Regions from separate parts of the Sus scrofa genome. Here regions 2 and 3 are each linked to region 1. The links are chromatin contacts, called in public targeted proximity ligation maps. All regions are on one chromosome and are shown on one strand. The core of a region is the stretch at or near the end of the contact, and the rest is flanking DNA. Distances in the headings are between cores, read along the strand shown.

Evidence for each region.
Region 2: a targeted proximity ligation map of alveolar macrophages shows a contact between it and region 1. A contact is called at or near these places in 1 of 5 promoter capture datasets (liver), 14 of 47 Hi-C or Micro-C datasets (embryonic fibroblasts, epiblast stem cells, fibroblasts and 8 more) and 1 of 2 datasets of targeted methods (alveolar macrophages).
Region 3: a contact with region 1 is called in a targeted proximity ligation map of alveolar macrophages. A contact is called at or near these places in 2 of 47 Hi-C or Micro-C datasets (embryonic fibroblasts and retroperitoneal adipose tissue) and 1 of 2 datasets of targeted methods (alveolar macrophages).

Annotation. Positions count from the first base shown.
Region 1 is chr3:127,479,152-127,482,199 of Sscrofa11.1, forward strand. No RefSeq gene overlaps it. Among named protein-coding and RNA genes, the nearest start is that of ID2, 23 kb to the right of the region's middle.
Region 2 is chr3:127,802,970-127,806,279 of Sscrofa11.1, forward strand. No RefSeq gene overlaps it. Among named protein-coding and RNA genes, the nearest start is that of ID2, 300 kb to the left of the region's middle.
Region 3 is chr3:127,839,982-127,843,023 of Sscrofa11.1, forward strand. No RefSeq gene overlaps it. Among named protein-coding and RNA genes, the nearest start is that of ID2, 340 kb to the left of the region's middle.

The DNA.
Region 1 (3,048 bases), core at 275-2,774:
TTTAAATGACATCTCTCTAAAATTTTGCCGTGCATGCAGTTTTCATTCTGGTAGGGAAGTCTGTTAAAATCATAACATCTAACTTGGAAGATTTTAGGATTTTAGGGGAAGGTAGTTTTCACTCAGCCAGTTCTCATATATCTGAGAAACTTCCAAGTTTCTTTCTTTCTTTTTTGTCTTTTCAGGGCCTCACCTGCAGCATATGCAAGTTCCCAGGCTAGTGGGCAAATCAGAATGTAGCTGCCAGCCTATATACCACAGCCACAGCAACCCCAGATCTGAGTAGCATCTGTGACCTACAGATCCTTAACTCTCTGAGCGAGGCCAGGGATCGAACCCATGTCCTCAAGGACGCTAGTCGGGTTCATTACCATTAAGCCACATTGGGAACTCCCACAGGTTTCTAATATGGAACAGGTGGCGGGGAGAATTAAACAAGATGAAGAATGGGAAAAAGAGTAAATATTCTCAACCCTCGGGGGTCCTTTCTCTATCCCCAGACTCTCAGACCAGCCGGAATCTGATTATAAATACAGTCTTTCTGTTGCATCTATTCTTTCGCCTTTCTTTCTCCTGGGACAGTGACAACAGGACTCTTGGTGGCTTTCCTTGTGCCTGGCAGACATGGCAGGATGTGGTCCTGGGAGGCTCTGGCTCCCAGTGCGGGGATTGGTAGTTGAAGAGGAGCCAAACCTAGCCGTGGCACAGTGGGGCTGGCGGCGTCTCTGCAGCAGGCCCGGCACAGTTTGCGTAGGTCCCAGCTGCGGCAAGGATCTTATCCCGGCCCGGGACCTCCGTATGCCCCGGGGTGGCCAGAAGAGGGAAAAAAGAGAGTGAGTGAGAGGCTAAACTTATATCAGTGGCCGCTCCTCTGGGAAGTATGTCTCCCCTCCCAGAAGGCAGAAAATCAGACTTCAAGTTTACCGTCTTGCTTTTAAGGCAGCACGTCTGCAGTAACTCTACTGCCCACGTCTCAGTTTTGTCCCTTGACATTTTGTCAGTCCCGAGATGCGTGGTTTTCTGGAGTCTCTTACCATCGCTGGCATCCACGGCAGCATTTGCCCCTCGGTACAGTGGAGGGAGTCTTGCTTGGAGTGGTGAAACATGGTGTTATTTTAACACACGGCAAGGCCATGTTGAGCTGTATCTTTAGCAATCGTCGTGGACTCGTGGTGGTATATTCAACGGATCCTCAAATTCAACATTTTATGTTAAATATTTCTTTTAAAAGTTATTGTGTATTCATTTTGGATAAAGTATTGTTATGCATTTATTCTAATGAAAATAGTTTAACATTTATTGAGCACATTATGTGTCCGACATTGTTCTAAGATCTCTACGTGTGTTAGCTAATTTAGTCTGCACAATAACCTCGTGAATTAATTACTGTTATCCTTAGCTCTCAGATGACACAGAGATTAAGTAATTTCCTATGGTCACACAGCTACTAAGTGGCAGCGCCCGGATTCAGGCCCAGGCACTGGAGCTCCAGAACATCCGTGCTCTCTATTACATTTATCTTTATTTTCTTTAGCTACATAGGGGTGAGTCAGCATTTACTTTATTTTTTTTCTGGGCCACTCCCGCAGCGTGTGGAAGTTACAGGCCAGGGATTGAACCTGTGCCAGATCCTCAGCCTGCTGAGCCACTGGGGAACTCCCCAAGACACAGTTTCATTATAGCTTTATTTGCTATATCATCATCATTGTCTACTTGTTTTAAAATAGGGTTTAGGGTTTAAGAAAAAAGCCTTTTGTTTTTTTAAATTTTTTTCATTATAGCTGGTTTACAGTGTTCTTTCAGTTTTCCACTGTACAGCACGGTGACCCAGTCACACATACATGTGTACATTCTTTCTTCTCACATTATCCTGCTCCATCATCTGAGATGCTACTCAGATCTGGGGTTGCTGTGGCTGTGGTATAGGCTGGCAGCTACATTCTGATTCGCCCACTAGCCTGGGAACTTGCATATGCTGCAGGTGAGGCTCTGAAAAGACAAAAAAGAAAGAAACTTGGAAGTTTCTCAGATATATGAGAACTGGCTGAGTGAAAACTACCTTCCCCTAAAATCCTAAGTGACGAGACATAGTTCCCAGCGCTACACAGCAGGATCTCATTGCTAATCCATTCCAAAGGCAATAGTCTGCATCTATGAACCCCAAGTTCCCCGTCCATCCCACTCCCTCCCCCTCCCCCTTGGCAACCACAAGTCTGTTCTCCACGTCCATGAGTTTCTTTTCTGTGGAAAGCTTCCTTTGTGCCATGTATTAGATCCAGATATAAGTGATATCACGTGGTATTTGTCTTTCTTTTTGTGACATTCTTCACTCAGGATGAGAGTCTCTAGTTCCATCCATGTTGCTGCAAAGGAAAAAAGTCTTTTAACAACTCCATTGTGGCTCAGTTGGTTAAGAACCAGACATAGTGTCCATGCGGATGCCAGCTCAGTCCATGGCCTTGCTAAGTGGGTTAAGGATTTGGTGTTGCCACAAGCTGAAGTGTAGGTCACAGATGTGGCTTGGATCCGGTGTTGCTGTGGCTGCCATGTAGGCTGGCAGCTGAAGCTCCATATCAAACCTTAGCCCAGGAACTTCCATATGCCGCAGGCACATCTGTAGAAAGAAAAGTCTAGAGCCCGTGTAAATTATATTTATAGGGAAAAATCATTTTTTTAAACATCAAATATCTTTGTTCCTATAGTTATTTTGGAACAATGTTCAATTTTTGCTTAATAATCTAATGACTTCTTTTTAGTGTCCTTTGTCCCATTATTACTCATGGATTAGGCCATTACATTAAAGTTTGTACATAAATTGGATATATTCACTTTATTTGCAGTCCTATCGTCTTTCCTATAGTGGCCGTTCTGTGGTCGGCCTTAGACTGTATCACCATGGGAGGTGCTCGGTGTTAGGTTACAATCTGAAATAGCACTGTACGTATTTTCTTTATATTCTATTATTGAACAGTGTTAATGCTTAGTAAATATGAATAGATGAGTAACATATGTACTTACAAAGTCATGACTGCAGCAGAGTTTTGTTTT
Region 2 (3,310 bases), core at 57-2,556, 320 kb after region 1:
TTATATGAGCACTGCTAGCGCCGTTGTGGGAAAACATCTGAATAATTCAGCTAATAGATGGGAAACTCACCCAGATTGCTGGGGCAGGGGGAGGGATCCACTCATTTGAATGAGATGAGCTCAAGCAGGGTGATTCCGGCAAATTCCAGGGAGCGGGGAGAGGTTGTTATATTCCTGGGGGCAGCAGCTGCCTGGTTTCATTATTGTCATTTTTGATTTTTGGAAAAAAAGACTGTGCGCCTCACACTCTCACAGGCAGAGGTCATTAACGTGCTCTTGAAAAAGACGGTGGACTTTCAGGGCAAAGTGTGTGATCTTGCCGATCACCAACGCTGACCTACACGTGTGGTTAGAGGGTTTTCTTCTTGAGAGGCAATATTATTTTCGAACAATCCTTACTCAGATATATGAGTTTGTGAATAAGTATCATCAAAAAGAGACGTCTTTTTTTCTGGGGAGATTCCCAGTTATTTTCAGGCGTTTCCCAGAATTCGATGGGTCTATCTTGAGATTAAGGTGATTCCTCTTTCGACACCCAAACCGGAGGCTCTGCTGAAAATGAAGTGTACAGATTGGTGAGTCTAATTATGTGAAAAGTCTTACATAAACATAAACCCAGTCACTTTTAGTTATTCACTCAACATTTCGTTTTTATGGAAGAGAATAAAATTATACGGAGTTGAGCTGTTATGCTACGTTTTTCGCTATGACGGCTAGAGTTTTAACAACCTTTCAGTGCAGATGAGTTAGTGTTTAAATGTGTTAATAAGAGTCATGGTGCTTTTGATGCTAATTCAGTTGCATTTCTCTGCAGTCTCGCACTTTTCTTCTGTATCTCTCTCTCTCCCTTCCCCTAACACACACGCGCACGCGCACACACACACACGCGTGCGCGCACTCGCCTCTCTGTCACAGCTCTTCCAGGTTTCTATCCTGAGCCCTTCAAGAGGAAGGAAAGACCACATAGTGTCCAGTTCTGAGACTTTGACACTGGCTGACTTCCATCCGGTGAGATTCACCTGCTTGGGACCTGTTGCCTTATGTTGGGATAAAGTTGGGTTTTATCTTCCATCCTAAACTGCATTGGGAACCTTAGGAACAGAAATGCCTCTGGGATGCTTAGTAAACAGAACCTCAGCAAACAGTCCTTGGATGAATTGATGGAAGAACAGCAGGAGTGCTGCCTTCAGATAAACTATGAGTTTCTGATGACCCTTTGTTTCTGCCCTGCAGAGGAGGAGGGCGGCACTGGCACTGGTTTGGATGGGTTTGGCTTCTTATCACAGAGCACTCTGACTCACCATGGCGTGGCGTGAGTGAGCTAAGAGATGTTTCTCTCTTGTCCCAAAGGAGTGGGTGCCTGCAGCTGAGGGTTGGGCTGGCTGCTCCACGTCCACCAGGGACCCAGGCTCCTTCTCTCTTTTTTTTCCACTACCCCAGCTGGTGGTTTGCTTAAATTTCATGCTGACCTCATGGTCAAGTTATCAGTGGGCGTTGGGGAGATCACATCCGTATTTCAGAGGGCAGAGAAGAGGAAGAGGATGAAAGGCAGCCCCTCCCTCCCTTCCACTTCTATTAAGCTGCCTTTCTGGAAGCTCTTCCACCCCCCCTAAATCACACTACATCTTGCTCATTCTTGGTGGGAGCTCAGAGGACCACGCCTGGATGCAGAGGGGCTGGTACACGTTGTCCTTTGAGATGGGACGTAAGCAATACTGAGGTTCTGTTACAGGGGAGAAGGGGGACTGGATACTTGATGACAGCCTAGAGCTAAATCCTGAGACCTAACCAATTCCCACAAGGAGTGGATGATTTAGAGCAAGCAGTTATCACAGCTCTAAGGAAACCACAGGTGAATGCTTCCTATTTTTGCTGTGTCTGAGTATTTCTTTTTTCTTTTCTTTTTTCTTTTCTTTTCTTTTCTTTTCTTTTCTTTTCTTTTCTTTTCTTTTCTTCTCTTCTCTTTTTTCTTTTCTCGTCTCTTCTTTTCTTTTCTCTTCTTTTCTTTTTTAATGGCTGCACTTGCAGCAGATGGAAGTTTCTGGACTAGGGGTTGAATTGGAGCTATAGTATCCAGCCTGTGCCACAGCAATGTCAGATCTGAGTCTTATCTGTAACCTACACTGCAGCCTGCAGCAATGCTGGTTCCTTAACTCACTGAGCGAGGGGTAGTTATGTCCCTTGCACCTGCATAGTGGGCATAAGGGTGTGCCACCAACCACGCGCCTTCCTCACTCTGCGTTCAGAGAGGCCACCCTGGGAACTTGAAATTTGCTGTTATTCAGTGGGAATATTTATACCAGGGAGTCTGGCAGATATTGTAAATTAAGTTTTTTCCTTTCAATACATTCTAGATGACTCCCCACCTTTTAGAGAAAAAGGACTCAGAAGAACCCAAGTGCATACCTTCCTCGTAGGGTTCATCTCTGGTAACTTACCTGTGTCTGCCTTTCCTTTCCTTCTGCAAGCATCTTGATGCTTCTGTTGAACAGAACTTAGCCCAGAGGTGGGGCTCCTTCTGCACTTGTGAAATAACGGACTTGTGAATGAGTAAGTAAAAGAGGCCCCCCTTTCCCGCCTTTGTGTCTATTCTGCCTTTAGATGAACCCCTCACACCCCCCACTAGTGGGCAAAACCCTGAGACAGCAATCCCCCTGCCCTACTGTCAGCCTCAGGAGCAGTCCCATGACTGAAGTGACATTTTATAAATATGCAAACAGCTTGATGCTGCAACATCTACATCAGTGAGAAACTCCTTGAAAAGGGCCACTTAAGAAAGACACTACTTTTCAAACTACTTGACCGTCAACTGAGCCAAGGAAAACGAATCCAGGGAGCTAGGATGGACACATCAAAAGCATTCTGCAGAACAGTTTGAAGGGAGAGCCAAAGGCCCAGATCACCTTGGGGAAGGTTTTCTTTGTAACTGATCTCAACGAGGGCAGTAGGGCACAAGGACATCAGATTTGTTGGGAAAAAATAGCGTTTTCTTTCTCTTGGGGAATAGTTACACAAAGCCACGAAAGTGCCCCTTCCTCCCCTCCCCCCACATCCTCCTTGCCAAGTAAGACTTTGTGCATCAAAGGTTCTTTGAGCCCCCTGTCCACCTCACATGTCACCTCACTTTTCCATTTGAGGGCAAATGCTCAGAATGTTGATATGAGGGGTTAGAAAGAGTCCCCCCTGCCCCTCTGCTTAGTTGTGGGACCTCAGTTCCACTGCGCCTCCCTCTCTGGGGCTTATCCACTCCCCAGGCTTGCTTTGGGAATTTTTCTAGATCCCAAGAGTTTGGAGACCCATGTTCTCTGGC
Region 3 (3,042 bases), core at 45-2,544, 360 kb after region 1:
TGTGAGGAGGATGTGTCACAGGCTGCTCCCACCTCCTGGTGCTTGCCTGGATCTTTGGCACTTCCTTACTTACAGAAGCTTCATCCCCCCCCCTTTTTTTTAGGGCCACACTTATGGCTTATGGACGTTCCCAGGCTAGGGGGGGGTCCAACTGGAGCTTCAGCTGCCGGCCTACACCACAGCCACAGCCACACTGGGTCCAAGAGGCATCTGCAACCTACACTGCAGCTTGCAGCAATGCTGGCTCCTTAACCCGCTGAGCGAGGCCGGGGATGGAACTCGCATCCTCACAGAGACAAGGTCAGGTCCTTAACCTGCTGAGCCACAAGAACGCCTCCCCGTGTCTTTGGACTTAATCTTCCCTCTGTGCATTTCTGTACCTGCCCAGATTTCCCCTTTTTATAAAGACACAGTCACATTGGGTTGGCGTCCACTCTAGTAACCTTTGTAACTCGATGGCATCTGTAAAGATCCTATTTCCAAATAAAGTCCCATTCTGAGGCCCTAGGGGTTAGGACTCCCACATATCTTTTGAGGGGAACATAATTCACTGTCTAACATCTGGTAAATCGATACTTTGTTTTAAGCAGGTAAGCTGTTGCCTGAAAAAGTTGTATGCAACTTATACGTTTGCAATCATGCATTAGTTTAATTCATGAAGGGTGTGTGGGGGCATTATTTATAAACTAGTGCCTATGAATTCTCTAGTGAGAATTAAATCATTTCTTCTTCTACCTGTCTGCGGAAAGTGTCTTAAACCTTTCCTGAGCTCATGTGTATTCTACCTCGTATCATGGTTGCTATGGCAGATTTTCGTATAAAATTGAAGGCTTATCAGGGAAGAAGAGCTTTCATTGACATTTCTGTCGATTTCCTTTTATAGCAACTTCCTGCCTTCCCACCTGGCAGCCCCAAACATCTTTTTAGAACCTTCTTATACATGGTAGATGATTAATAAACACCTTTTGAATTAAACTGACCTTTTTGGGAAGGGTAGAATCCTTGCCTAAAGTTAATGGTGACTTCCTGACCTGTGATCTTTGTGCAAATCATTGAAATTCACCCACTGCCTTCCAGGCAAGTGAGGGTGCAACTGTACACTCCCCGCCCCCGCCCCCCGCATCCATCATGCCGTTTCCCACTGTTTTTAAAGGAGAACTGAAAGCATTTGCCAGTACGTGTTCAGGCTCACAGAACTTTACTTCATTAAGCAGAACTTGGCTAACATCTGGGCTGGAGACACGTATTCCCCACAGAAAATTGCCTTGTTCAGTCGGGATGAGTCACGTCCCTAAGTCTTGGCCCGGGCGTGGGTGTTCCAGGGAGTCATGTCCTGGCCTCGAGCGATGTGAAATGCTCTTTCTGTAAGTGGCAGGGTTTCTGGATGAAGCAGATGCACCTGCGTTTCTCTACCAGCTTTGGAGGAAGTTATATTTTCCTGAGTGTCAAGGAGACTTTTCATTTAAACCTTCAGAGTTCCTGCTTATCAGCTGGCTTGGCTATAAGCCCGTGGGAGAATACCTGTGCTTTTTGCTGATATCTTTATTTATTTTTTATTTTTATTTTTTGTCTTTTCTAGGGCCACACTCGCGGCATATGGAGGTTCCTAGGCTAGGGGTCTCATCAGAGCTGTAGCTGCCGGCCTTCTCCACAGCCACAACCACAGCTCATGGCAGTGTGGTTTAGGTCACAGACCCTGCTCGGATCTGGCGTTGCTGTGGCTGTGGTATAGGCTGGCAGCTACAGCTCCGATTGGACCCCTTGCCTGGGAACTTCTATACACCTTGGGTATGGCCCTTAAAAAACAAAGACAAAAAAATTTATTGGAGTATCTTTGACGTACAAAGTTGTGTTAGTTTCAGGTGTACCAGCAAGTAAATGTTATACACACACACGATCCCTTTCGTATTTTTTCCCCACAGAGGTTACTACACGGTATTGAGTACTGGACCACGGCTCATGTAAATAAAGATTGCCAGCCTGCCTCGTGCAGCAGTGTGAGGAAAACTACTTGGAATTTTACTTCTATTTTAGTAAATTGGACACAGATAGCATTGTTCGTCCTTCCCAAAAGTAGCTCTTTCACAACTGGCTGAAATACTTTTTTTATTTTTATTTTTTTATCTTTTTAGGGCTGCACCTGTGGCATATGGAAGTTCTCAGGCTAGGGGTCCAATCAGAGCTGCCGTTGCCAGCTTACACCACAGCCACAGCAATGCCAGATCCAAGCCTCATCTGTGACCTACACTACAACTCATGGCAATGCTGAGTGAAGCCAGAGATTGAACCTGCATCCTCATGGATACTAGTCGGGTTCGTTACCGCTGAGCCCCAAGGGGAACTACTGGCTAAAATAATTTTAAAAAAATCTTTGAATATACTTTGAGACAAGGATCTAGCAAAGTACCCATGCTTATGGTTCCACTTTTGCGCCAGACACTTCATAATTATCTCATGTAATGATTATCCTTACAATGAGTTTTTTTAAAACATTTCTTACATAAAGCAATTGAAGCACAGAGAGGTTAAGCAGCTTGCCATATATCACACAGCTGTGAGTAGCAGACCCTGGATCAGAAGCCAGGGATGACCAAATCTGGACTTATTTCAGCTTGTCTAGCGCCCTCAAACTTTCATCAGATCCTGCTCCCCTCTGCCCATTTCCAGAGTTTAGAGTTTACCCACCACAGTGGGCTTTCAAAATGGACCATGTCTAATGTAAATAAAGACTGCCAGCCTGCCTCGTGGCACAAGGCTCGTCTCTGTGATATATGACTACATGTTGGAGGAGTTGCTTCTCACGATGATATAATGGAAATATTCCACTTCCCTGTAACAATGACCTTTTATTAGTTTGATAGAGCAGCTTATACACCAATGATTCAGGATCGAAAAGTGGAATTATTTGTTTCTGACAAGGCTCACCACCCACCTGCATGTTCCCTCCGGCTAGCCCCCGCCCCCAACTTAGACTTCAAGACAGTGTGTTGCAGGGGCTAAAGCATACGGCCCTTGCTCACTGGAAACTAATAGTGCCAGGAA